4 separate regions of the Mus musculus genome follow, and regions 2, 3 and 4 are each linked to region 1. Evidence: chromatin contacts called from public Hi-C and promoter capture Hi-C data. All regions are on one chromosome and are shown on one strand. Each heading gives the region's core, a stretch centred on a gene start, on an enhancer-like site or on the middle of the called end of the contact. The rest is flanking DNA. Distances are from core to core; before and after follow the strand shown.

Region 1 (6,461 bases), core at 3,291-5,790:
TACCTTTAATCTCAGCACTTAGGAGACAGAAGCAGGTGGGCAGGCTAACCTCTGACTTCAAGGCCAGCCTGGTCTATATATAGTGAGTTCCGGGACAGCTAAGAGTACACAGAAAACTCTGTCCCAAAAAGAAGAAATCATTTTTACATCTGACTTTGTAGTTGAGCAGATTCTTAACTCTCATTTCCCTCGACAGCTTCTCTCCTCATCCCTGACCAGAAGGTTAGCTAGCAATGGCAGAGAAGCCAGGCCAGTGACACCTTAGCTTCACCTTAAGCCCTCTCCAGCCAGAAAGACAGGGTGGAGTTTCTACAAGAGAGCAGCAAGACCAGAGGGGTCAGGTGGCTTTGAGCTAGCAGTCAGGAAGTGGCAGAGCAGGACACGTAGTTTGTGGTTCACAACATGGGCTCTGGAGCCAGGCTGGATTTTGAGTCTGTGCAGGACCACATGCCAGCTTTGATAATTTTGGGCAAGATGTATTTAAAATTTCTATCTTTCCAAATCCACAGAACAGGTATGTTGGTATCTGTACCACAGGGGACTGTAAGAATTAAATAAAGCCAGTACAATACAAAGCACTTTGAAGTGAGGCTTAGGTTTAGTTTGCTAGTATGACCTTGAATCTAATGGAATTATCATCACCTAAATGTGTTAAGAAAGTTCCTGTGCGTCCGAATTCAACAGTTCCCATCTGTGCTAGGATGGCTGCACACAAACCCCAGCTGGAGTGCTGAGTTTTGAGACGAGGATCTGGCCCTAAGCTCTTCCCAGGAGAGGGGACAGACAGGAGAGCTGTAAACAGCCTTCGCACTCACTCTCAGATCTCAAAATAACTTGTCTGCCCCCACCCTGCCCAGCTGGCAGAGCTGCAGGCTGAGTAAAGTGCCATTTAAAGATAACCTGGCACTCTCCATACACCTCACTGCCTGGGCGGCTCCTAGGGCCAGACAGACTGCCTAAGACGGTGGCCGCTCCTTCCACTCGCACCAGTTCATCTACCCGCTTCATCCTCCATGCTGGAGTCCACACTGCAGTAGCTTCACTCAGCTTGCAGAGAACACTGCAGACCAGCAGGAGCCTGGCATTCTGAGAGGTCCTTGAAGACATTATAAACCCTCTGGAGGAAGAGTACCCCTTTCTATCAGTAGCTGGGTGGCAGGGTGACACCCCACACTGGCCAGTACCTTTGACCTCCCCTCAAAGGTGCCCACTACTACAAGAACAAATATAAAGAACACTATCTTTTGCAAGTCTTCACTCCCGTTCCTCAGTCTTTGCTCCATGGTCCTCTCAGGACTTGGGTCCACTATGGAAATACAGCGCATGCTCACTATTCATTTCTGTGCTTCAGCATCCCCTGTCAAGAAGGGCCAGTCGGGAAGTAGTGGGTCACGTGCTTCTGCCAGCACTGAGAGTTTTGAGGCAAGGCCACCCTTTGTCCATGACTGTGTGCATGTTCGTACATGAGAATCCCAACCTGCGTGGGCACCCTCGCTCTGAATCCTAATCCCCTATCCTAGAATTTTCCAAACACAAAGCCACTGACGTAACTGGGTATGGTAGTTCACGCCCTCAATCCCAGCACTTGGGAGGCAGAGGCAGCTGGATCTCTATGAGTTAGAGGCCAGCCTTCAAGCTCCAGGCCAGCCAGGGCTATACATGAGAATCTGTTTTTGTTTCGTTTTGTTTTAAAGGGGGGAGGGGTCAGGGGAGTGGGCCAGTGAGATGGGTCAGCTGAAAAATGCAATCATTGCCAAGCCTAAAGACCTGAGTTAAGATCCCTCGAACCTACATGTTGGGAGGAGAAAATGAATTCTTACAATTTATCCTCTTACCTAATGTCACACAAATAAAAGTAATAAAGTGTTTTGTTTTTTATAAACAAGATACCAGTGCTGGAGAGATGGCTCAGAGGTTAAGAGCACTGACTGCTGTTCCAGAGGTCCTGAGTTCAATTCCCAGCAACCACATGGTGGCTCACAAACATCTGTAATGACATCTGATGCACTCTTCTGTTGTGTCTGAAGACAGCTACAGTGTACTCATATGCATAAAATACATAAATAAATCTTTAAAAAGAAACAAACAAGATACCGAATAATACAGAGACAGGCAAGGTGGATCTAAAGCACTCACGTAGAAGAGAGCAGAGTCAACTTGGGACAGGAGGGACAGTCCTTTGCTGGGCACCTACTTCCGCAGCTTGGTGACAGTAGCCTTGCTTTCATGGAGCTCATGATAGAGGAAGAAGGACAGCAATGGGTGGGCAGACATAGGTGGTACTGAGTCAAGACATGTCCTTGGCAGTGGTATTTATGACTGTCCAACACACTCCTGCCAGCCTCTTCTGGTGGCCGGAGCATGCTTCTCTTGTTCTCTCTCTCTGGAAGGATGTGCCACCACCTACAAGAATAATTTTAGGGCTATCCTTCCGTGATTTCCTTTCCCTAACTCACTGGCATTCTGCTTTGCTGCCCATGACCTCTGGTTCCCTCACCCTGAACACCAGGAAGCATTTTCGGTCCGTGTACCCTTTAGCTGAAAGTCAAGATCCGCCTGTGTAGAGATAATGGGCCCTACTGTTTGCTTCACCATTTGCTACTCTACCTTAAACCTTTAACATTTGAGTTATAGTCTGTGATGGTAATGATAGAAATATTTACCAGTGTGGCTTAGCTAGGGGAGTTGTGCAAAGAGTCCGATGAGGTAGATGCCCAAATATTAGAGGGCCTTATGGCGTGGGCTTCAAAGACGACTCGGCAGTTCAGAGCACTTGGTGCCCTTGCTGAAGGAAGACCCAGGTTTGGTTCCCAGTGCCCATGGGATGGTTCACAACTACCCATAAGTTTAGCTCCAGAGCATCAGACACCCTCAAGGGCACCAGGCATGCGTGTAGTACACATGCACACATGCAGGCAAATACTCAGACACATAAAAAATATTTTCTTAAGTGTCCATGGCAGGAGACTAAGGTAGCCATTACTCTGCCTCAGCTGATCGGTAGTCCTGGTCAGGGAACTGCATGCAGGTGGAGCATGACTACTCCACATTCTGTAACTACCTGTCTGTCTGGCAGCAGTGAACGAATGCTTAGGGACTTTTGCTTCCTCTTTAGCTGTCAGAGTATTGAAAGAATGGACTCCAAGAAATGGACCCCAGGAACTTTCCGCTGGGTGAGGAATTGGTGAAGGCCCAGGGGCATACAGAAAAGGCACATATCTCCTGGTGAAAGACTTTACAGTTTGTCAGTAACCTTGCAGGAGCAACTAGGAGCCAAGGCAGTAATGGGCAGGGGAATCACATCTTGCCTGGACCACTTAGTCAAATATCTTACTCTCTATTTAAGCTTTGCCCTTACTTGAGATGGACTAGGATCTTTGTGCCGAGACCCCTCTTGGGGTTAGAAGCACCCTTTCACACAAGGGTTGCCCAAGACCATCAGAAAACAGATATTTACATTACATTCATAACAGTAGCAAAATTACAATTATGAAGTAGCAATGAAAATAATATTATGGTTGGGAGTCACCACAGTTTGAGGAACTGTGTCAAAGGGTTGCCACAGTAGGAAGGCTGAGACCCACAGGACTAGGGCATGGAAAGGAATCACTAGATCTCCATGACCCTCTTTCCAGTGTGGCCATATTGAATACATTTCACTATTAATTTGGTTATTTTAATTGTCTATTGAGGGTAATTGTCTAAACCTGGCTCGTTGGAGCCCCAGGCTCTGACGCTGAGTCCTGCATCAACTCCACACGAGTTGGTAAAGGTACATTGACTTTCTTCTTTGAGACTTTCCACCTGTAACTAACTGTTGACCCTGATAGCTTATGTAGTATTTTTTGCAGGCTTGCTCCATGAAGAAAAAGAGTTTCCACTGTAAAGTGTTTAACTGGCTGTGTCTCAAGTGGCGGCGGCCACCCCTACCGGTGAGGAGTGAGGCTATAGTTGGAGCTGTCCATTCAGAGGGAGAAGGGGCCATCTCAGGAGCCAGTGCAGCTGCCAGGGCCCAGGCCCTGTGGGCACCGATGGGGACAAAGCTTCTCTGAACTTCCTCTCAATGGATGCCTGTTTCTAGGAATGGGGGCAGGGTGACGCTGCCCCATCCTCCCCCTGCAGGACGTCCAAGACTGGACACCAGAGCAGAGGAGGTCCCACACAAGGGAAGGTGCGGCCCTGCCCCTCCAGAGTTGGCCCATGAGCTGTTCATTAGGAGGTGGCACCAGGATCAGTGTTTCTGGGGTCTGGGATAATGATTGGTCTCAGGAGAGAGGCGGGCACAGGGTACTGCCAGGCCTCCCTGACCGCAGTGACCAGCTGTTGGCTGTGCCCTTAAGGGCTCAGACTAAAGGAGTCACCACACTGTTGTGGACAGAGAGAGCAGGGCTGTGTCTTGGGGTGAGGGGTACCAGGCCGGTGCTGAGGCTGGGTGGGCGTCGCTGGTGGGCAGACCCCTGGGCGGGGCCCTGGCAGGGTTACTGCAGGCGGGGCGTTAGTCCCGCCCCAAGAAGGCGGGAGAGGAGCCAGAGCCTGGCCGCGGGCTGGGCGGTGCTGCAGCTCCCGCCGGCCGGCTTCGTCCAGCTTTGTCCTGCGGCCCCTTTTCCAGGCCGTCCTGGCCGCGCCCAGCCCCCTCTCGCCATGCCGCCCGCGGGGCCCCGCGGGACCGCGCCGCTCGCAGCCGTCGTCCTGCTGGTGCTTGGGGCTCCTCTGGGTAAGGGATGGAGAGCGACACGAGATGGGTGGGGTGGGGCGAGATCAGGGAGAGGTGAAAGGGACCAGCCATGTCCTCAGAGGCTATCTTCCGGGTGTCCATGCCCCCCAGATGCTTGCGGTTGTTCCCGGAGCAGGAAAGAAAGGGCGCTGAGAGGTCAGGCAGCGGGAACCTGACCCCCAGGCGCGGGGTTCAGCTTCAGGGAGAAAGGGGCTTCTAGGACTTCTAGCTTAGGGTAGAAACAAAAGTGAGCTTTCAGCTTGTCAAGGCAGTGAGATTGAGGGTGGCTAGAACTGAATTGGACTGGTGTCCACTGGGCACCTCCACCCCTGCCCGCAGCGCTGGCGAGTGAGGACTGCTTGTGGTATCTGGACCGGAATGGCTCCTGGCATCCGGGATTTGACTGCGAGTTCTTCACCTTCTGCTGCGGGACCTGCTACCAGCGGTACTGCTGCAGGGACCTGACCTTACTCATCACCGAGAGACAGCAGAAACACTGCCTGGCCTTCAGGTGGGCTGCGGACTCCCACTCCACCCCCTCTCCGGAGGCCTCCTGCTGGCTCCAGTGCCCACCTCCACATTCTTAACTGCAGGAGTCACCAGGACTCCAAATGGTGACAGAGCTGGGTGGTTGGTGTTAGTTACCATGGGCTTGCCTGGGCTGTTTCCAGGGGCTTTCTGGATCCTGACAGGTCCTGGGAGGGAGTGTGCTGAGTTAACACTAACATTCAAACAGCAGAGTGCCTTGGTAGACGCTCTGGTGAGAGGGCAGGAAGACTTGGGTTTTGTTTCCAGGCTGGTGCACTGTGATCCAGCTAAGGCGCTTGCCCTCTATAGAGTACCGCTACCTTTTAAAATAATATGGAAGTTGCTAGCCCGGCCTGGTGGCTCGCACCTGTAATCCCAGCACTCAGAAGGCTGAGGCGGGAAGATCATCACTAAAGAGTTCCAGACCAGCCTGGGCTACAAAGTGAGACTATCTCAAAAACGATAACACCACCAAATAAATAAATAAATAAATAAATAAACAAACAAATAAGAAAAGAAAAGAAAAGAAAAGAAAAGAAAAGAAAAGAAAAGAAAAGAAAAGAAAAGAAACAGTTGCCAAAATTAAAAGTTTTGCTAATCCTTCCCCCATCCAGCCCAGGGCTAAGGGTAGGCCCTCAAACAGGCCAACATGCTACTTTAAGCTACACTCCCAGCCCCCAAATTAGTGGTTTCAAACTTTTTAAAGGGAGCTGCAAACACATAAAACTGATATAAGGGGATTGCAAGCTCTTGTAAGATTTGATGATAATGGCCCTTCATTATTTCAAAGGCTCCATTGAGGCCAACATACTTTAAACCTAACCAATATAAAAGCAGTGGTAGGTGGGCACACTACAAATCCCAGCATGCCTCATGCCAGCTACCCAGACAGCATGGCCTCCTGGGAAGTAGAGGTCTCTTAGAGCTACTTAACAAGGTGGGCAGAATTAATCCCACAGGGAACCCCAAGACATAGCATGCTGTGGCTCCCTGCTGGCCAAGAGTTGGAGTCAGCTCCGTGAGGAGTTCCTCTTATGAATGTTGGAAGGTGAGAGGACCTGTTTTTTGTCTAAAGTCCCAAGACCATAGCAGGCATCGCCTCTGCTGTAATCCTCTTTGTTGCTGTGGTTGCCACCACCATCTGCTGCTTCCTCTGTTCCTGTTGTTACCTATACCGAAGGCGCCAGCAGCTCCAGAGCACGTTTGAAGGTACGCACAG
Region 2 (6,487 bases), core at 2,936-5,435, 180 kb after region 1:
TCAGGAGGCAGAGGCAGGTGGATTTCTGAATTCGAGGCCAGCCTGGTCTACAGAGTGAGTTCTAGGACAGCCAGGGCTATAAAGAGATACCCTGTCTCGAAAAAACCAAAAAAAAAAAAAAAAATTTGTATTCTTCTTAATTATGTGACTATGTGTGCACATCTGTGTGTGGGTGCATGTACATGGAAGGCAAGAGGTGGCACAGGGAGCTTGGGTTGTGAGTCACCCAGTGTGGGTACTGAGGACTGAACTCAGGTACTCTGCAAGAGCAGTATCTCTTAACCACCGAGCCCTGGTCTTGCTTTCCTTGAGTTTTAAAACAGATTTCTTTGTAAAGACAAAGAACTTGTGTCTAGAACTTGCAAGCTGTTGTCTTGGGGACCCAGGGGTGCACATGTGTGATGGAGAAGGCAAGGTCCCCGTGGATGAAAGGCCCACCACTTGTTGCAAAATAAGAGATGCAAGGGTGGTGGGAAGGACCTTAAAGTAGGTGGAGAGGTGGAAAAAGAGAGATAGGTCCAGGGAACCACAGGCAGAATGAGGGGAAGCTGTGGGCAGAGCAGGGGACCAGGCCCTGGTATCTCCACAGAGAGGAAGCCACGCCCAGATGGGAGGAGGGAGGCCTCTGTGAATCTGAGGGCATGCGCTCCCACCTCCACTCACGTTGACAGAGGATCTGGGAGATCTGGTGGCTTTGAGCCAAATCAGTCACCACCCTTTCTCACCAGGTAGTGCCTCTCTGCACGTTCACACCCAGTGCCCTGCTGGCAGGGGCTGTAACCTGAGCCCTGAGAGCCAGCAGGAGGAGAGAGCCGGTCTCCCCCAGCTTCCTTGCACCCCAAGGCTCACACAGGTTCAGCCCACGAAAAAAAGGGTACGAGGATTAGAGACGGATGACAGGCTGTCAGCAGTTCCCTGAGGACAGCTCCGTAATCCCGACACCCCAAGCTACAGTGCCCTTTGATCCAGCCTCTGAAAGCTTGATTATAAGACCCAGCCCTTGTTTCCATAAAGGGGAGAACAATTGCTCCCAGCCCAGACAAAGGACTCTTTGTACAGACCTGGGACCCGCGCCCCAGGAGCCTCCTGGGGGAGGTAGGACAACCGCGCCCAGGGCAAGGAGGAGGGGTGATGAAGTAGGGCCGTGCTGGGGCGAGGCAACCAAGGCTCCCGCCAAGCGTGGGGGAGAAGGGCAAAGGCCTTTAGGGACGTCTTATGCTCCGCCCAAGGAGCAAGCCCAAGCTCAGAGGAGGCGGGGCTCCCTGCTGAATTGCTTTAGCCTTGAACTCAGGATATACTTGGTCATACCAAGTTCCAGAACAGCCAGAGCTACACCTTGAGACCTGTCTCGGAAACAAAACAAAACAAACAAAAAACCCGTAATCTTTATCCCTGTTAGACTGATGTTGGGGAAGGGCTGGCTCCTCTTTGCCAGGTATCAACACCTGAGCAAGCAAACTGGTATCAGGGTAGAGAGAGAATCTGGACTAATAAAGAAGGATGCTCGGTGGGGAGATAGCCACAGCTGTATTTGGACCAGCAGCCTGCTTGGCGCTGTCTTTGCCCATCTGCAGCTGCTGTACAACTTACCTGGATATAACCACACAACACCCTCAGACTTTGCCAAGCAAATCAGCCTATTGCAGCGGCAAGAGCTTTGCTGTCCTTCCCTGAGCAAGGGAGAGGCCTGTGGATTGGTGGCACTTGTACCCAAGCTTGCTACACCCTGAGTGCATTTGTTAGTTAAATCAATGCTTTCTTTCTTCACTCTGCGACTGCAGGCATTGACTAGGAGGAGGCTTGAGGGTGGCCGGAGGCTTCTTCCCTGACAGAGGCAGTTGTGAGCCAGGGAGTCTGGTTTGACCCTGGGGGAGTCAGGAGAACCAAGGCTGGGCTTGGGAACTTACTAAAGTTGCCCCTGCAGAAACCAAAACAGCTTATGTGATGGGGAGATTAAAAAAAAAAAAAAAAAAAAAAAAAAACCAAAACACTGTTGAACGTCAGCTTCACATATATTTACTATCAACTCAGTGATAGTATCTAGCCCAGCTTAGTACTCATCTTGAAGGGAGATAGCCACCTCCGTAGTATTGGCAACTGGGAGTTTAGGTTGAAGATATTTTAGGGGTGGCATCTGTAATCTTAATATCCGGGAGGCTAAGTCAGGGGGATGGTAAATCAAGGCTGGGTTACATAGTGGGGCCTTGTTTCTAAATTTAAGTAAATAAATAATAAATTGACTAACAAAATGAATAAACATGGCTCCAGGGCTGGAACTGTGCCTTTGTTGGTAGAGAGCAAGCCTAGCAAGCGCAAAGCCTTGGGTACCATCCTTCGCAGGACTAAGACTAGAGTGCTGCTGTAGCTCTGGGACGTGAAGGTAGGAGTATCAGTTCAAGTCCATGCTCAGCTACGCAGAGCTTGAAGTCAGTGTAGGGCAGATGGACTCTCAGAAACAAAGAAATAGAAGCTGATGGGATGGCCCAGTGGTTAAGAGCATTTGTTGTTCTTGCAGAGGACTCGATGTAGTTCCCGGCACCTACACTGGGCAGCTCATAAATCTAGTTCCAGAGGATTCTACCCTTCTTCTGGCCTCAGAGGGCACCTGCACATGCATGTAGGCATACATGCTATGCATATACGTTTTTTGTTTTTGTTTTTGTTTTTTTTGTTTTTTGAGACAGGGTTTCTCTGTGTAGCCCTGGCTGTCCTGGAACTCACTCTGTAGACCAGGCTGGCCTCGAACTCAGAAATCTGCCTGCCTCTGCCTCCCGAGTGCTGGGATTAAAGGCGTGCGCCACCGCGCCCAGCACATATAAGTATTTTTTAATTAAAAATAAGGAAGAATAATTAAGGGTTGGGGCTCAGTAGTAGAGAATTTGTCTAATATGCATGAAGACTTAAATTCTTAGTCTAGGGGAAAAGTCACATGCAAAAAATAAATAAATATAAAAAGGCCTTTCATTGAGAGGGAGGGAGGGGGCTTTGAAGAATGAGACCAGGTATAAATCACTAAGTAACAGATCAAAACACCAGTGATTCCCGCCTTGCCTTTAATCTCAGCCCTCAGGAGGCAGAGGCAAGAGGGTAGATCTCTCACTTCAAGTCCAGCCTGGTCTACAGAGTGAATTCCAGGACAGCCACGTCCTCACTGAGAAACCTTATCTCAAAAAACAAGACAAACCAAAACCAAAACCAAAACTGCCAGAGATTCAATAACTGGTAGGAAAAGCCAGGCCTAGGGTACATGCTTTTAAGCCCAGCATTCATTTGAGAGGGGAGAGTCAGGGAGACCTCAGAGAGTTTGAGGCCAGCCAGATCTACATAATGAGTTCCAAGCCAGCTACAGCTACATAGTAAGACCTGGATGCCTCCATTGACGATTGGTCTTTGGAGAAGTTCCTCAGATAAAATAGAGTTCTTTAGCTGGACAGAAGCTATGGCCATGCTAGCGTAGGAGATGAAGATCAAGTCATGTAAATGGGGGCTGGTGAGATGGCTCAGCAGTTAGGAACCCTTGTCATTCTTGCTGAGGACTTGGTCAGTCCCCGGTATCCACCCGGTTGCAGCTTAGAACTATACACAGGCACATACACATGCAGCCAAAACGCTCACACACATAAAATAAGCAAATCTTAAAAGAATTAAAAACAAATAAATAAGCTCATGCAAATAGCCCTAGACTGTGGGTCTGATCTGTAGACTATGAGAGATGTTTGGTACAAGAATGTAGAAGTCATGACTCCTTTGGGGGTTGAACAACCCTTTCCCAAGAGTCGCCTAAGACCTGGGACAACACAGATTTACATTATAATTCATAACAGTAGCAAAATTAGTTATGAAATAGCAACAAAAATAAGCTTATGGTTGGGCTCACCACAACATGAGGAACTGTATTAAAGGGCCCCAGCATTAGGAAGGCTGAGAGCCACTGCTCTAGAGGCAATGGGGCTCACGCTGGAGTGTGTCACAGGTCTCTGGGTCTGTAGGACAGTTGAGCAGACCTCATGATGAAGAAGGAGAAGCTTTGGAGTTGGGGACGAGAGGGAGGGGACCTCCAGCTGACCCCAGGGAGAAGGCTCATGGGCTGGAAAACAGGATCGCAGGTGCCAAACAGGTCCTTGCGCATGGAAACAGGCTTTGTTGACTTTGGCAGCCCCACCCTCAGCCTCCTCCTGCCCCATGAGGGCCTGAAACTGACACTGGGCCATTCTGGGGGGTTGGAGATGTTCCCAGTCCAGTCCTGTTCAGGCCAGCTGCAGCAGGCTGCTTGCGCTCCTGGCTTGCAAGAGGGCTTAAGAGGCACAAGGGGCTGGTACCCAGGCCCCGCAGGTGAAGGCCAGGGCTGGGGGACATTAAGACTGAAGGATTGGTCTCTTTTTCTCAGACTGTAAGCCCAGCTGAAGGAGATGACTGTTATAAGGACTGCTCCAGGGTGTCCCCTCAGGGGCCTGACATCCAGATAAGTGCTAATTAACCACCACAACAAATCGGCAGTTAAAGAAACAGATGTCCACAACCAGACTGACCGGGAAGGGACAAAGTGGCAGGGCCAGCTCTGCTGTACCACTTGGCAGCAGCCTCTTGGGTTGAGCGGGCATCTCATTCATCTGCCCGCATCAAGGGAGAAACTCAGGTCTCTCCTGACTTGACTGAAGGATTAGGTGGAAGCCATCACTGGGAAGGAGGGGATGAGAGATAAGGAAAAAAAAGCAGTCAATGGAGAAAGATAGGCACGAAAGGGAATAGAGCCTTTAATCCCAGCACTTGGGAGGCAGAGGCAGGCAGATTTCTGAGTTCGAGGCCAGCCTGGTCTACAGAGTGAGTTCCAGGATATCCAGGGCTGCACAGAGAAACCCTGTCTGGAAAAACCAAAATCAAAAAAAAAAAAAAAAGGGAATAGAGAACTGTGTGTGCTCACGTGTGTACATGTACACATATGAAATGTGTGTATTACTTGTGTATATACATTATTGTTATTGTTGTTGTTATAATTTTGAAACAAGGTCTCACCATGTAACCCTGGCTAGCTGTGTAGACCAGTCTGGCTCCAACTCTTAGAGATCCAACTGCTTCTGCCTCTGCAGTGATGGTGTTCAAGACAAATACCACTTCATCTGGCCTTAAAAAATTTTAAACAGTTTTTAAATTCACTTTGTAGACCAGGCTGGCCTCGAACTCAGAAATCCGCCTGCCTTTGCTTCCCGAGTGCTGGGATTAAAGAGGCGTGCGCCACCACGCCCGGCTTTTTTTTTTTTTTTTGTTTTGTTTTGTTTTGTTTTGTTTTGTTTTGTTTTTTGAGACAGGGTTTCTCTGTATAGCCCAGGCTGTCCTGGAACTCACTTTGTAGACTAGGCTGGCCTCGAAATCAGAAATCCACTTGCCTCTGCCTCCCAGGTGCTGGGATTAAAGGCATGTGCCACCACGCCCGGCTTTAAACGTTTTTGATAAATTATTTCATGTAGCAAGCCGGCCTGCCGCTTACAAGGACTGGGTACACCTGGGAGGCAGGCTGGGGCTGAAAGATCCAGAGAAATAATGGAGCCAAGATGATTCCCTGTTCAAGGCTCAATGTTTACTAGCAGTCTGTGCTTATAAAGGGGGGAAGCCCATCCCCTGCCATGCCAGGCTTCTTGATGTTTTGTTGCCACATTGTTAGCACTAGTCCGCCAGAGCCGTTAGCAGTAAGTCGCCAGTTCCACTCTTGGTGCCTGGAGTCATTCCAGGCTGCCAGGCTGGCAGTTTATTCAGGAATCTCTCAGGAAGACAGGTTCAGACTCTTGGCAGGTGGCAGAATCTCAGGGCAGTTGTCACTTCAAAAGAAGCCAGCCAAGTCAGAAAGCTGCACCGCAGGTGGGCCCACCTCAGTAACAAGGTTTGTACCAGCCCGCTTCAGGCTGGGGGAGGCTACAGTTTCACTTATCCCAGGCTGGCCTTGAACCTCTGATCCTCCTGCCTCTACCTCCCCAGTACTGGAATGGCGCTGAGATTACAGGCCTGAGCCACCCTGCCCAGTCTTGTGTGGTTTTGGAAACAGAAGCCAGAGCTCGATCGACTGAGCTACACCCAGAGTCCAACACTGAACAAATGTATTTACTGTTTGCCCAGCTGGCCTTAAATGTGTGATCTTCCTGCCTCAGTCTTCCAAGTGTTTTGATTTCAGGTGTGTACCTCAGAACCCAGCTCCAGTGTTCTACACTTTGTTACATCCCTTTTCAGAGAGCTCTCAGAAAGGTAGAAAGGTGATCTAAGAAGACCATCATGAAGGATGGAGAGGTGGGGTAGCACAGAATTCCAGGAATACGCTTTCTGGGCAAGGCAAAAGGACCAGCAATAGGAGAGTAGGAGGGAAGAGCAGGAGAAGTGCCACACACAGGCCATAGCCGACCTTGGTTCTTGTGGGCAAGCACCCTTCAGCTTATCACCCTGGTGCTGGCCAGTTCAGGGCTTCCTGTTCCATTTCTGCTGGCCATGTAGTCAGTGTTCC
Region 3 (6,328 bases), core at 1,917-4,416, 160 kb after region 1:
GACCATACATGACCTGTTGCAGAGCAGGCTTCTGGAAGAATTCTTTCCTAAGCTTGGCTCGGGTTCCCATGAAATCATGGTTGTCAAGCTGAGTGTAATTACCTGTAAGTTTATACACTGGCACCAGAGGTCTGGCAGAACATTGGTAGATTAGGAGCTGCTACCTTTCCTGGTGAGATTTTCAATGCCTTCTCATTCCTCTTTTTACTTGTCTGGCATTTTAAAATCATATAAGAACATTTTTGAAAACAGTAGCTTTGGGCTGAGAATGTAGCTCAGTTGGTAGAGGGTTTGCCTGGGATGCACAAAAGCTTGGCCTACATCCTCAACAACGAGCAAACAAGGCTTGTTGTCACACACCTGTAATCCCAGCACTTGGGAGACAGAAGCAGGAAGATCAGAAATCAAGATCATTTTTGGCTACACATCAAGTTCTCAGCTACATGAGATTCAGTATTTAAAAAATAACTAGCTTATTGAAATCTAATTCACATTCACTTAGCATAAAATTGACACATCCTCTCTCACTTTGTGTGTGTGTGTGTGTGTGTGTGTGTGTGTGTGTGTTTGAACAGTTGTATTGTTTTTAGGATGGGGGTCATAGTCTATAGCCCAAGCTAGGCTAGAACTTGCTATGTAGGCAAGAATGACCTGGAATTCTCCAATCCTGCCCCTACAGTGCTAAGAATACAAAATGCATACCACCACACCTAACTAAAAATTGCCATCTTAAATAATATAATCCAAGTTGGAGAGATGGCTCAACCAGGCTCACAATCCAAAATATCAAGAATATTTCATATTGCAGAACATTTTCACATCTTTCTTCAGTTACTCCCAAACCTCCCGCCCCTTGGGCACTGGCACTAGAAATCTGTTTGCTGTCTCTATAGACTGGCATATTCTGCATATTTCATATCAATGGAATCATACAACACATGGGGTTTTTTTCACTTGGTATGATATGCTCATTTGTCCTCACCACCCACTTTTTTAAAGTCAAGGTCTCCGTAGCCCAGGCTGGTCTGGAACTTGCTATGTAGCCAAGGCCTCTTTTATAGCACCGGGAATCAAACCCAGGGCTATGCAGCAAATTCCTTATCAATTGAGTCCTGGGTTATCAGTTTTAAAGAGTGACCAAAAGGTCATAGTTCAGAGGCTAGGGAAATGAAAGAGCACTTGCTACTCTTCCAGAGTACCTGGGTTCAAGACCCGTACCCCATGGTGGCTCACAACCACCTGCAACGCCAGTTCGGAGGATTTAATGCTCTTTTCCAGCCTCCGTGGGCACCAGACCAGTACATAGCGCACACATACACATAGAGCGAGCATTTAATGCACAAACATATATACAGGCAAAACGCTAATACACACCAGGCAGTGTGGCACACCCCTTTAATCCCAGCACTCGGGCGGCAGATGCAGGTGAATCTCTAAGTTCGAGGCCAGCCTGGTCTACAGAGCTAGTTCCAGGACAGTATGGGTTACACAGAGAGACCCTGTCTTGAAAAACCAAAACAGGGGGCTGGAGAGATGGCTCCATGGTTAAGAGCACTGACTGCTCTTCCAGAGGTCCTGAGTTCAATTCCTAGCAACCACATAGTGGCTCACAACTATCTGTAAAGGGATAGATGCCCTCTTCTGGTGTGTCTGAAGACAGCAACGGTGTGCTCATATAAATAAAATAAATAAATAATTCTTAAAAAAATAATGTGATTTAAAAAAGAAAGAAAAACCAAAACAAACTAAACCAAACACTCACCCACATAAAATGAAAGTAAATTAAACTTTAAAAAAGGGTCCATAGTTTAGATCAGGGAATACATCTGCTTTTTGTGAGTTGAGTTTTTCCTTTTCCTTCTTTCTTTCTTTCTTTCTTTCTTTCTTTCTTTCTTTCTTTCTTTCTTTCTTTCTTTCTTTCTTTCTTTCTTCCTTCCTTCCTTCCTTCCTTCCTTCCTTCTTTCCTTTCTTCCTTCCTTTCTTTCTTTCTTTCTTTCTTTCTTTCTTTCTTTCTTTCTTTCTTTCTTTCTTTCTTTTTTGTTGTTTCGTTTTGTAGTTGTTGTTGTTGTTGCTGTTGTTGTTGTTGTTGCTGCTGCTGCTGCTGCTGTTTGGTTTGGTCTGTTTTCCATTGAGATAGGTTGTCACTACATATAGCCCAGGCTGAACCTGATCATCTTTTGTCAGCTTTTCAAGTGCTAAGACTATATAGGGATGTCCTGCTATAGTGCCATGTCTGGCTTCTAAGTCATTTTGGGGAAGTTTTCAGGGAAGTTTTTGAGTTTGGGGGGGTGGGGGTGGGGTGAGGGTGGCCTGGAACTGCGGGTGACTTTGAATTTCTGGCCCTTCTGTCTTCACCTTCTGTGTGTTGTGATTACAGGCATGGATCACACCCTATTTATGTGGTACAATAGATCAAACCCTGAGCTCCACACTTACTGTGTTAGCATGTACCAAATGAGTTATGTCCCAAGCCTTGGTAAGCCATCTTTACATTGGACTTGGATAGTATAGTCATGATAGTGAAAAATGGTATATAATAGGATTATATCTGGGCAGTGAAGCCAAAGGGCTCTGCTGAAAAATAAACAGTGAGGCAGAGGACACCAAGGTACCTGCCACAGGGTCAAAGGGTCAAAGGGAGGAAGGTGATGCCAAGTTGGGCCCAGGTGAGGATCACCTTGGTAACCTTGCTCAAAGATTCCAAAAACTCCTTGCAGTTGCTAAGGCTGTCTGCAACAGCATCCGTAGGCCAGAGCATCATAGTAGAGAAGAGCTAAGCCTAGCACTAAAGCTAGACTTAGGTGCACAGGACAAGTGTAGACAAGTCCCAGGCTTGGTGTGACACTGTACCATGGACCCTGGGGGAAAGTGAGTGGGACTGTCCCCTGCCTGCTGATATCTTAGACAACCAGGGCCGCCGTATGCTTTTGCTACTCCAGAGATTTAGAATAGGCCAAACTGTGTTTTTCAGCCACCCAAGCAACCTGGGGGGTGGGGTGCGGCCCTGCTACCCAGTTCCCAACCTCCTTTGTAGCCATGGGTTCCAAGGTTGATGTAACCTGAACTGCTCTCATTTGTGTGTGGGCGGGTGTGGTCCTGTGAGTCCCGGGCCAGTGAATGGGGCTCTGTCAGCTGCGCAGGGTGCCAGCGCTCTGCAAATAGATTGAAGTCACGAACCCAACAAAGGGTTCAGCTGGGTTGTCATTGAGGCTGCAGCAACTGTGACTGCACAGGGTGGGGCTGCTGACCAGTGTTCCTGCTCCGGTCTGCTTTCGATTATCCCAGGAGACAGGCTCCCCAAGGGACCGATGAAAACGATTAGTTGGGGGAGCACAGGGCCCTGAGAGCCTTCTGGAAACATCCCAGTAGGAGGAGTGAGGGCAGGTGGGGACCAGGTGAAACTGCCTTTTCTGGTATCTTTCCCCACGGTCCTTTTTGCAGAGAAGAAAATCTATACTGCAGGGATCAGTTCAACAAGGAGAGAACAAAAATTCGGGTTGAACCCCAAGCCAATTCCAGGGGCAGGAGTGGAAAGAGAAAGAAGAGAAAGCAAAAGTTCTGGTTGTCCTCTTTAGGCCAGAGGTTCTTCAGGCTGGAAGTGGGTACCCTGAGGCCTCCAGACACAAATAGAAAATCAACATCTGTATTCTCTCAACAAACACCTCTGGAGGGCCTTAGGTTTTTTCCATGTTTTAGTGTTGAAAATGGAACCCTGGGCTCCATGTATGTATGCAAGGCCAGTGCTGTACAGTAGCCCCAAGCACACATATGTTCATGCTCTTAACTGTTTGTTTGTTTGTTTGTTTGTTTAGAGTACTTCTTCATACTGAAGCCAAAGCTAAAACAGACATCGATTCTCTTTCTTTGTTTGCTTGAGACAAGTTTCTCTGTGTAGGAGACAATGAAAAGAAAAACAGGATAAGAGAATCTGAGTATTCATTTTGGAGAGACAAATGACAAGTTTATGAAGAATAGGGGTGTTTAAAAGGGGGAAATATGGGGCTAGAGAGATGGCTCAGTGGGTAAGAGGACTCCCTGCTTTGTCCACAGCCAGAGTCTGGTTCCTGGAACTTGCTCTGTAGACCAAGCTGGTCTCGAACTCACAGAGATCCACCTGTCTCTGCCTCCCAAGTGCTGGAGTGCATGTGCTACCACACACAACACTATTCTTTTATTTTTGACATAGGGTCTCACTATATAGCCCTGGCTGGTCAGACGAACCAGGCTGTCTTTTGGATTTATAGAGATCCACTTGCCTGGGCCTCCTAAATGCTGGGCTTAATGGTGTACGCCACTATCCCTGGCCACAGTTTTGATCATGGGATTTGTTCTCTCTCTTTCTATAAGGTACAGGACTATTTGATTTATTCTTGCTTCAGTTGTGTCACTTGTACCTGTGACACTTTGGTTTCCAAACACCGCTTTGGTTCTTGCTATGTCCTGTCACCCTGGAATTTGAAGGCTATTTCCGATCAGTCTGGGGATATTTTCTTGACTTAGTTCAGTGATGTCTCCTTTACTTTGATCCCCACCCTTTTTTCAAAAACAACAAAAACATTTTGAGACGGGGGTCTTACTATGTAGTTTCTCTGTGTAGCTTTGGCTATCCTGGAACTCAATTTATAGACCAGTCTGGGTTTGAAATCACAGAATCTGTCTGCCTCTGTCTCCCAACTGCTGACATTAAAGGTGTGCACCACCAAGCCTGCCTTATTTCCCCCTTTTAAACACCCCTATTTTTCATAGGTGTGTCATTTGTCTCTTCAAAATGTCGATTCAGTTTCTCTAACCCATTTTCTATCTCGTTGTCGTTTGGTTCTTTCTGGAGCATCCCTTTAACATATACTCTCTTTCTGTCGGTGTCAGGTTCAGGCTCCCTGGGTTTGGCATTACAAGCACAGGTCAGTCACTACCCCCGGCCTTTGTGTGAACTCAGGTCTTCACACTGACACAAGCCCTTAATGGTGCACATCACTGACTGAGCAGCGGAGCCATCTCCCCAGTCCATTTATTTTATCTTATTTTTTTATTTAAAAAAATTATGTTTGCCAGGCGGTGGTGATGCATGCCTTTAGTCCCAGCACTTGGGAGGCAGAAGCAGGTGGATCTCTGTGAGTTTTGAGGCCACAGAGTAGCCTGGGCTACAGAGTGACTTCTAGAACAGCCAGGACAACATGGAGAAACCCTGTCTAAAGAAAACAAAAAAACAAACAAAACTTATTGAGAGTTTTGTCTGCATGTGTGCACACGTACCATAGCTGCACCTGGCACCTGCAGAGGCCAGAAAAAGGGGTCAGAGCCCCTGAAACTGGCACTATGGACAGTTGTGAAGTACCATGTGGTACAGGAACCATTGCTGGGACTTGGATCATCTGCAAGAGCAACAAGCGCTCTTAACCACTGAGCCAGCTCCATAGCCTCTGGAGGTTTTGGTTTTGTTTGTTTGTTTTGTTTGTGACAATCTTCCTTCAGAATCTGACTGAGTAATAGGATTCTAGGAATGAGCACTAGATTTCCACAATGCTCTTACAACATCCTATGCATGGGCATTTGCTGTCTGTTACTATATGACCAATAACTCCAAAGTCCCAATTATTTATTATTTGACTTTTTGTTTGTTTGTTTGTTTGTTTTTGTTTTTGCTTTTCGAGACAGGGTTTCTCTGTGTAGCCCTGGCTGTCCTGGAACTCACTCTGTAGACCAGGCTGGCCCGAACTCAGAAATCCTCCTGCCTCTGTCTCCCAAGTGCTGGGATTAAAGGAGAGTACCACCATGCCCAGCACCAAAACTCAGATTTTTTTTTTTTGAGACAGGGTTTCTCTGTGTAGCCCTGGCTGTCCTGGAACTCAGTCCGTAGACCAGGCTGGCCTCGAACTCAGAAATTCACCTGCCTCTGCCTCCCAAGTGCTGGGATTAAAGGCGTGCACCACCACGCCTGGCCAAAACTCAGAATTTTAAAGCAACAATAGCAGTTATTGTCTCAGGATGCTCTTGGATTAGGAATACGGGTGTGCCTGGCAGCTGGGCTCAAACTCAGGATATCTCATAGGCTACAGCCAGAACATCGGCTTGTTCCACACTTGTCAGACATGGGCCTGGGGTGAGGAGCTGCTCAAGACAGGTTCTCATTAAGTAGCCCTTGCTGTCCTGGAACCCGCTTCATAGACCAGGCTGGGTTCAAACTGACAGAGATTCACCTGCCTCCTGAATTCTGGGATTCAAGGCATGCTCCACCACAGCCATCATGATTTTTGGCAGAAAACCCTAGTTGTTCTTTTCACAGCCCACTTCATATTGTGAGAACGTGTTGTCCTGTTAGGGGACAACA
Region 4 (6,385 bases), core at 1,699-4,198, 160 kb before region 1:
TTATGCTAGCTGTGTGGCCTTGAGGAATTTATTTGATCTCGAAGTGTCAGTGTTCTCATCTGTAAAATGGAACAATAGCACAAATCTCCCATTGGGATTCCACTGGATGATGTGTGCAGAGGACTGGGCACACCCAGAAGCCTCTGAATAACTCTCCGTCACTTTCCTCTTTGGAAACATCCTTTGGAGATATGTGCACCTTGGCTCATTTCCGTCCAAACTATAGAAGGCATCACCCTTCTGTGAAACCCATGCCTTGTTCTTGATCCCACATAGGGTCTTGTGAACTAAACCTTAAAATATATAGGTGTACACTGTTTGACCCTGACTGTGTCCCGTGCCAAGCCATCACTTAAAGGCAGGGAGCAGCTCACCAGGCGACACTTGCCAGGATAAACAGGCATTGGCAGCCAGCGAGATGACGCCAGGGCTGTGGACAGAGCTCAGACCCCGGGCATGGAGGCCTGCCATTTCTCCTTGTTCCTTGACACCAACAGGGAGCCCTGAGTACATGAGACTGGCTTGAGAAGCTAGGGGACAGGGACAGGACCTCAAGGGAGGAAGACAGAGATGGCTGGGCTCAGGATTGGAGCTGGCCCAAGAAGAAGGTGCCCCAGAGACTCTGAGAAGAGCCATACAGCATGGCCCTTCCACCCCACCCAGCCGCTCTTGGCCAAACAGCCGGTGACAGTCAGACAGCCGGTGACAGTCAGACATCCTGAGCTCAGTCTTGAAAAAAAAAAAAACAAAAATACCTCTTGGGGGATTCAGAAATGTTCTCTTTGGCGGCCAGAAGGAGCTTGCTCCCCTGCCGAGTCTGTGGGTGGGGAGAGGCTGGGCCTGGGAGTAGGGTAAGGTTGGCTTGCACAGAGGGCTGGAAGGGTTGAGGAAGGGAGGAGAGGGCTGGTCTCACTCTTATCTCTGTCACTTACTACTGAAGCCAACTCTTGAGGAGGATTGGGAAAGCTGGGTCCTTCAGTGACAGTGACTTTGGATCCCTATGTAAAAGGTTATCCATGGGACACGGTCCAAGAGCCTCGTTAGTGTCCTCAGAGCCTAGCACAGTCCTGGTACCAAGTTGAGTTGGAGTCTTTGGATTATTTTTGGTTTGGTTTGGTTTGGGTTTTTGTTGTTGTTGTTTGCTTTTTTAAGAGGTTTTTCTGTTTTTCTTTCTTTCATTTCCTTCTTCTTTTTTTTTTTTTCTTTTTCTCTTTTGAAACAGGGCCTCACTATGTAACCTCAGCTGGCCTAGAACTTGATATGTAAACCAGACTATCCTCAAACTCATATTCACCATCCTCTGCCTTCTGAGTGCTAGGATGAAAGGTGTGCCCTACCACGCCCAGCCCCAAGTGGGATTTGATAAAGATTTCTTTGGTGGATCAATAGAAGGGAGAAGGTCTTGTGGTTGTTCTGTCATTTGGATGCTATTTCCATCCCTAGATGGGAGAAAGTGTGAGGCTTCGTGTACGGTTAGAGGCTCTCTCGTCTGCCCAGGCTAATATGATCCTGCCTGGAAACCAAGGCTAAGCACAGGGATCCTGACTGGGTCAGACTCTGGCCCCGCCCATGCTTCTTCCTCACTCGCGATTCTAACTCTTGGATAGGGTCTGAACTACCCCAGAAGATGGCTGTTCATCTCCCGCTCCCACTAGCCACCTCACCTTTAGGAGGCTCTCAGAGGCCTCTTAGACCCCTCAGAGCAACCCCATGTGTCCCAACCCTTCGAACGATATGTTCTGTGATATGTTGACAAATGGAAACTCACCGTGTAGGGATACTTATATGGTGGAACTAGGCAAGCTCTGCTCGTCAGAGTGTCCCCTCCTCCAAGAGCCCTAAGCACACACCAACACACTGCTCCAGAGGAGGTTGGGGGGGGGGTCAGGGGTGTCCCATTTCATTCTACCACAGGAAACCAAAGCCAGAGGCAACAGTGGTCATTCAGGGAGAGGCTCTGAGGGGTCCTATCTGTAGCCCTTGTTGGGTATGGGGCTTCAGCCAGCCCAGGACACACATGGAGGTCTTTAGCTGCACCTGCACTGTCAGTCATCTTTGAGGAACAGAAGAAGCAGGTGGCTGGCCCCAGGGTCTGGCTTCTGGGAGATAATGGTGTCTGCCTCCCATTCCCTTACTCCCAGGTCCCTTCAAGGAGTCCTCTCCTCTCACCGCCTCTTTCTTTTCTCCTCGCCAGATCCAGAGTCGCAGAGAAAGAGAACAGTACAGAACGTTCTGGATCTCCGACAGAACCTGGAAGAAACCATGTCCAGCCTGCGAGGCTCCCAGGTGACTCACAGGTGAGCTTGGGCTGCCCTTGGTGATGTGCTCTTACTGGGTCTGGAGGGCAAGGGCCGGTGTCTCCCCACACCTCCACATGGCCATCCCAGGTTGACCAGAGGGCCTTGGCCTCTGTGAACACAGGCATTTGGGGCCCCCGTATTGCCAGCGCTACAAAGAAAGGGGAACTCGGCACCACTGCAGAAACCCTGCTCAGTCTTGCCTTTGCTTATGGTTGAACACAGGCTATCATCCGTGACGGTGGCTGGGTATGGGTGGAAAGCCAGGTGTGCAGTTTGTGGTACCTGTTCTCTCTGTGGGCTACAGTCTCCTCCTTTTTCAAGAGGCCTTTGTTTACTGAACACCCCTTCACCCCTCCTCCTTTTCAGTCCCATCCCTCTGGGATGCTAGTACCCCGCATCCCAACACCTGGGTTCATCAGCCCTCTACCAGCCAGGTGTCCTCGAGTCTCTTCTATCACTCCTAAAGGAGGGCTGAGTGCCCAACAGGGTCTACATACTGGTACCCAGAAAATCAACCCAGTGGTATCCCCTCTTGTTCCCCCAGCCCTTACAGAAACCCCCAAGCCCCCAGCTATAGGGTACACAGCCCTCCCTCAGCCTTTTTCCCCAAGAGCAGCATTCTGGCACCAACCCCTCCGTGAGTCAGAATTTCCCATTCAGTTCCTCTGGGCTTCCCTGGGCTGTTCAGATGAGCTCATACTGTCAGCTCTAAGGGGGACAGAGGGCCCAGCTGAGTTCTGAGGGGGGAGGTGAGCAGGCAGCCAAGACTGGGAAATCGTGGAGCATGGACATAGAGGGCCTGTTTATTAAGAACCAGAAGCCTCCTCAGTTGAACTAGAGGTAGGTTCCTCTCTGTCTCCTGGTGCTAGAAAACTGAATGCAAATTTGGGACATGGGGAAAGGGAGTTTTATTAGCTCAGGGCACAGCCAGCCAGAGGAGTATCCAGACACACCTTCATGCCTTCAATGTCAGAGGACCTGTTACCTTTAGGGCATCATTGCAGTCTCTGTGGGAGCACATAACTGTTGCTGAACCTCGGCCTTGGGAGCCTTCATCCATTGGCCTTAGGGCTTCTTGTTGAGACCTTTCTCCTCCCCTTACCCCCTACAGGCCCACTCATATCCCTGACTTGAAAAAGCTGGCTCTTACCCTGGTGGTGGTGAAACTCGCCTTTAATCCCAGCACTTGGGAGGCAAAGGCAGGTGGATTTCTGAGTTCAAAACCAGCCTGGTCTACAGAGTGAGTTCCAGGACTGCCAGGGCTACATAGAGAAACCCTGTCTCGAAAAACAAAAAACAAAAAAACAAAAAACAAAAAAAAAAGGAAAGAAAGAAAGAAAGAAAAGAGTTGGCTCTTAGTCCCAGATGCCTAAGCATCTTTCTGAGGACTAGGAGGAGGCAGTCAGGGAAGTAAGGGGAAAGTGGTCTGTGTTGCTTCAGGAGCCTTGGTACAGCCCCTGCCCATCCCACAAGCCCTAAATAGGAATCCAGATAGAGATAGAGTGGAGGCTCTAACTCAGCTGTTATCCAACAGTTTAGCCCCCTATAGACAAATCTTTCCCCTATCCAAGGAAGTTTCTGGGACATCTCTCCATGCCAAGTCACTGGCCAAGATCGTGCCAAAGGAGCTGAGAATTGCTGAGCTGCTATAAGAGTCACACCCCAAATGACTCACCCCCAGAAGCAGGGCAGAGGCAGCTGCTCCAGCCTCCTGGTGTCTTCATGCCTGCCCTGAGGCCCCAGGGAAGTCGGGAAGCCTAAAGCTGACTGGTTGAGACAAGAGCCTTGGGGCCTCTGGCTCCAGCCTCCCTTTATGGAAAAGAAAGGACCAACAGGCCTCTGGGTCTTCTGTTTACTGTATACTCCGTCCGGGTCACTTCCTCTCTTAGCCTTTAGTTTACATTAGCTCCAGTCCACACTTGGATAACCCAAACACCAGTGTCCTGACTTTTACGGCTCTTTTGCTTTTTAAAGTGCTTTTTATCAATCAATCTCTCCCTGTACCTTGGAGCAATATTCCCCTAAACTAGAGAAAAGACTGGGGGGAAAAGACACACACGCTGGACCCCACAGGCTGATGTGGGCAGCTCTGCATCTATCTACACAGCATGAGGCACCAGCCTTCAGAGCCAACACAGTCTCATCCCGAAGGCCTTGGGGGTTTAAGGGTGCATCTGCCAAGGTCACCCTCCCCCTGGGACTCACAGGGTGACTTAGACTCAGTTCCTTTTTGGAAACTTGACGTTCAGGCTACATCCTCTATTTCTGCAGCTATGTTTCCCTCTGTGAGAAAAGTCTGAGGTAGGGATGGTGAGGAGAGGAAACAAAACTGACCTCCCCCCTCCCATACCCCAGAGGCAAGCCTGGGGCCAGGCTCGGGCTGCAGGTCAGAAGATCAGCTGTGAGCTAGAAACCTTTTCCTCTGAGAGCTAGAGATGGGGTTTAGTGCAAAAACCTGGATGGTTATATTGCATCCCTCGACTCCCAGCACTGGGGAGGCTGAGTTCGAGGCCAGCCTGGTCTACAGAGTGAATGCCAGGACAGCCAGGGCTGCACAGAGAACCCTGTCTCAAGAAACAACAAACAAAACAAAACAAAATCATCAACAACAAAATAGAGCCTCAAAATAGGAGAGAGGCGTTTTCTGTTCAGAGAGTAACACAGAGGGTAGGCCAGGGGCAGAGGTGAGTGGGGGGCCCTCACTTCCTTATGTGCTTGCTACTGTGTTGGAAGCCAAGTACCCAAGCCAGTTCCCCCGTGTACCCCCATGTTCTCCTGCTGCTCCTCCTGCTCCTCCTCTGTCATCATCATCACCACCACCACCATCATCATCATCTCACAGTTAGCCTCTTTTTGCTAAGTACTTACTGCATGAGGCCCTGACCTTCATCTGTGGTGAGACAGTCCCTACCACATTCAGCACAGTCATCCTGGGTCTGCCTCCTCCCTCATGAGGTGCTAGAATACGGAGGTGAGCAACCAGACTGACCGTGGCTTCCCCGACATCAGGGAACTTCCTTTGTCCCCCAGGAGATGGAGATGGTGTTGAGGTCCAACCCTAACTAGTAGCTGATGCAGAACTGCAAAGGATGCTGGGACTGTTGGGCCCACAGGGAAAGGTGGGTGTAGGCCAGTGGAGAGCACGCAGGACATCACTCATTCCCGTGGGTCAGCTGCAAGAACCCCAATGCTGATTCCCAGGACCGCTGACTCCTCCAGTTCTGCTAAGGAGAAGGAAGGCCATTTTCTCCAGCTCAATAGAAACCATTTGGGAGAGCTTTTCTTTTTTTCAAGCAACTTCATAAAAACAAACAGACAAACAAACCCAGTGGCCTGTGACTAATGTCCCCGTGAAAGAGAAGTGATCACAGATCAAAGACTCTTTTGCTTTGTGTACGCCATGTCCAGCCATTGGTTGCCTCAGTTTACCCAGCTGTGGTGGCCCACATACCTCACGCGTGTCGTTGATTCAACCCTGTCTGACTTCAGTCAGGCCCTGTGATAGAGAAGAGCCACAGAATTTGGAGCCGCGCCATTGCTAGGCTTGGTGGTGGTGCTACACTGAACCAAAACCCTGACCACCATTCTTGCCAGATTTCAGCCATACTTCCTCTCTGGCCCTGTGGGAGAAGGACCCAGGGACCCTAGCCTCAGGCCCTCTGGTATTAGCCTGCCTGTGGCTTCCTTGGCCTGGCCTAGTGGCTTTAAGGCTTGTGACCCTGAATCTTGCTGTACCTCTTTCATCTGCTTTCCTGGGTCCTCTACCTGGTGAAGGCCATGTCTGTTCCCTAGGGGGCTGAGGGTGGGGCGGGAGGTCTGCTGCTTCCTCTGATGTCCAGGCTCATGGCTGAGCACTCTTCCTGGGGCCTGCTGTAATATCCAAGGTTCCTAAAAACTTGTACCTTCCACATTCGATTTTACGTTTACGTAGATCTGGTACCTGGGGATCAGCTAGTCCTTCGCTCATTGACAGATGAGGTGATGGCTACCTTGTCTATCCACCCTGAACAAAGTGGAGAGTCGAGGTCTTCTGAGCTCTGAACCAGCAGCCTCCACTCTCTACCCCACCCCCAGCCCCAGCCCTC

What was found. Promoter capture Hi-C pulls out the DNA fragments that hold promoters and counts their contacts. Hi-C and Micro-C count contacts between places; a contact is called where the count stands out from the background.
Region 2: a contact with region 1 is called in a promoter capture Hi-C map of 3T3-L1-derived adipocytes, with 5 times the contacts expected there. The contact joins the enhancer-like site here to the promoter of Shisa4 in region 1. A contact is called at or near these places in 21 of 39 promoter capture datasets (the 3T3-L1 cell line, 3T3-L1-derived adipocytes, the C10 cell line and 13 more), 3 of 15 datasets of contacts at CTCF or cohesin (the NIH/3T3 cell line, embryonic stem cells and pro-B cells), 9 of 484 Hi-C or Micro-C datasets (the C2C12 cell line, the HL-1 cell line, adipose-derived mesenchymal stem cells and 5 more), 30 of 115 datasets of contacts at active chromatin or transcription factors (VIP interneurons, astrocytes, bone marrow-derived macrophages and 16 more) and 2 of 9 other capture datasets (adipose tissue and pancreatic islet).
Region 3: a contact with region 1 is called in a promoter capture Hi-C map of embryonic stem cells, with 5 times the contacts expected there. The contact joins the enhancer-like site here to the promoter of Shisa4 in region 1. A contact is called at or near these places in 6 of 39 promoter capture datasets (the HPC-7 cell line, HPC-7-derived erythroid cells, cranial neural crest and 4 more), 1 of 15 datasets of contacts at CTCF or cohesin (pro-B cells), 2 of 484 Hi-C or Micro-C datasets (bone marrow-derived macrophages and embryonic stem cells), 11 of 115 datasets of contacts at active chromatin or transcription factors (bone marrow-derived macrophages, embryonic forebrain, embryonic midbrain and 5 more) and 4 of 9 other capture datasets (adipose tissue, embryonic stem cells, liver and 1 more).
Region 4: a contact with region 1 is called in a Hi-C map of muscle stem cells, with 2.5 times the contacts expected there. The contact joins the enhancer-like site here to the promoter of Shisa4 in region 1. A contact is called at or near these places in 8 of 39 promoter capture datasets (the 3T3-L1 cell line, 3T3-L1-derived adipocytes, liver and 3 more), 1 of 15 datasets of contacts at CTCF or cohesin (the NIH/3T3 cell line), 31 of 484 Hi-C or Micro-C datasets (the BV-2 cell line, the CH12 cell line, ECoMG-derived neutrophils and 18 more), 1 of 115 datasets of contacts at active chromatin or transcription factors (pancreatic cancer cells) and 2 of 9 other capture datasets (adipose tissue and embryonic stem cells).

Annotation. Positions count from the first base shown.
Region 1 is chr1:135,373,142-135,379,602 of GRCm38.p6, reverse strand. It overlaps Shisa4 (shisa family member 4), which reads left to right and starts at 4,540. Exons shown (of 5, transcript NM_175259.4): 1 at 4,540-4,714; 2 at 5,054-5,225; 3 at 6,318-6,451. The coding sequence starts at 4,642.
Region 2 is chr1:135,193,814-135,200,300 of GRCm38.p6, reverse strand. All of the region lies in intron 1 of Gm41955 (a long non-coding RNA gene), which reads left to right. Among named protein-coding and RNA genes, the nearest start is that of Gm41955, 5.0 kb to the left of the region's middle. Within about 2 kb of position 4,185, at least 27 of the 459 cell types and tissues checked have an H3K27ac peak or open chromatin away from gene starts, as enhancers often do. A contact at or near this core is called in 3T3-L1-derived adipocytes and embryonic stem cells, where this site is marked.
Region 3 is chr1:135,214,604-135,220,931 of GRCm38.p6, reverse strand. No RefSeq gene overlaps it. Among named protein-coding and RNA genes, the nearest start is that of Gm41955, 16 kb to the right of the region's middle. Within about 2 kb of position 3,166, at least 35 of the 459 cell types and tissues checked have an H3K27ac peak or open chromatin away from gene starts, as enhancers often do. A contact at or near this core is called in embryonic stem cells, where this site is marked.
Region 4 is chr1:135,533,109-135,539,493 of GRCm38.p6, reverse strand. Nav1 (neuron navigator 1) reads left to right here. Exons shown (of 30, transcript NM_173437.2): 2 at 2,195-2,297. Among named protein-coding and RNA genes, the nearest start is that of Gm32940, 24 kb to the right of the region's middle. Within about 2 kb of position 2,948, at least 115 of the 459 cell types and tissues checked have an H3K27ac peak or open chromatin away from gene starts, as enhancers often do. A contact at or near this core is called in 3T3-L1-derived adipocytes, the BV-2 cell line, the CH12 cell line and 12 more, where this site is marked.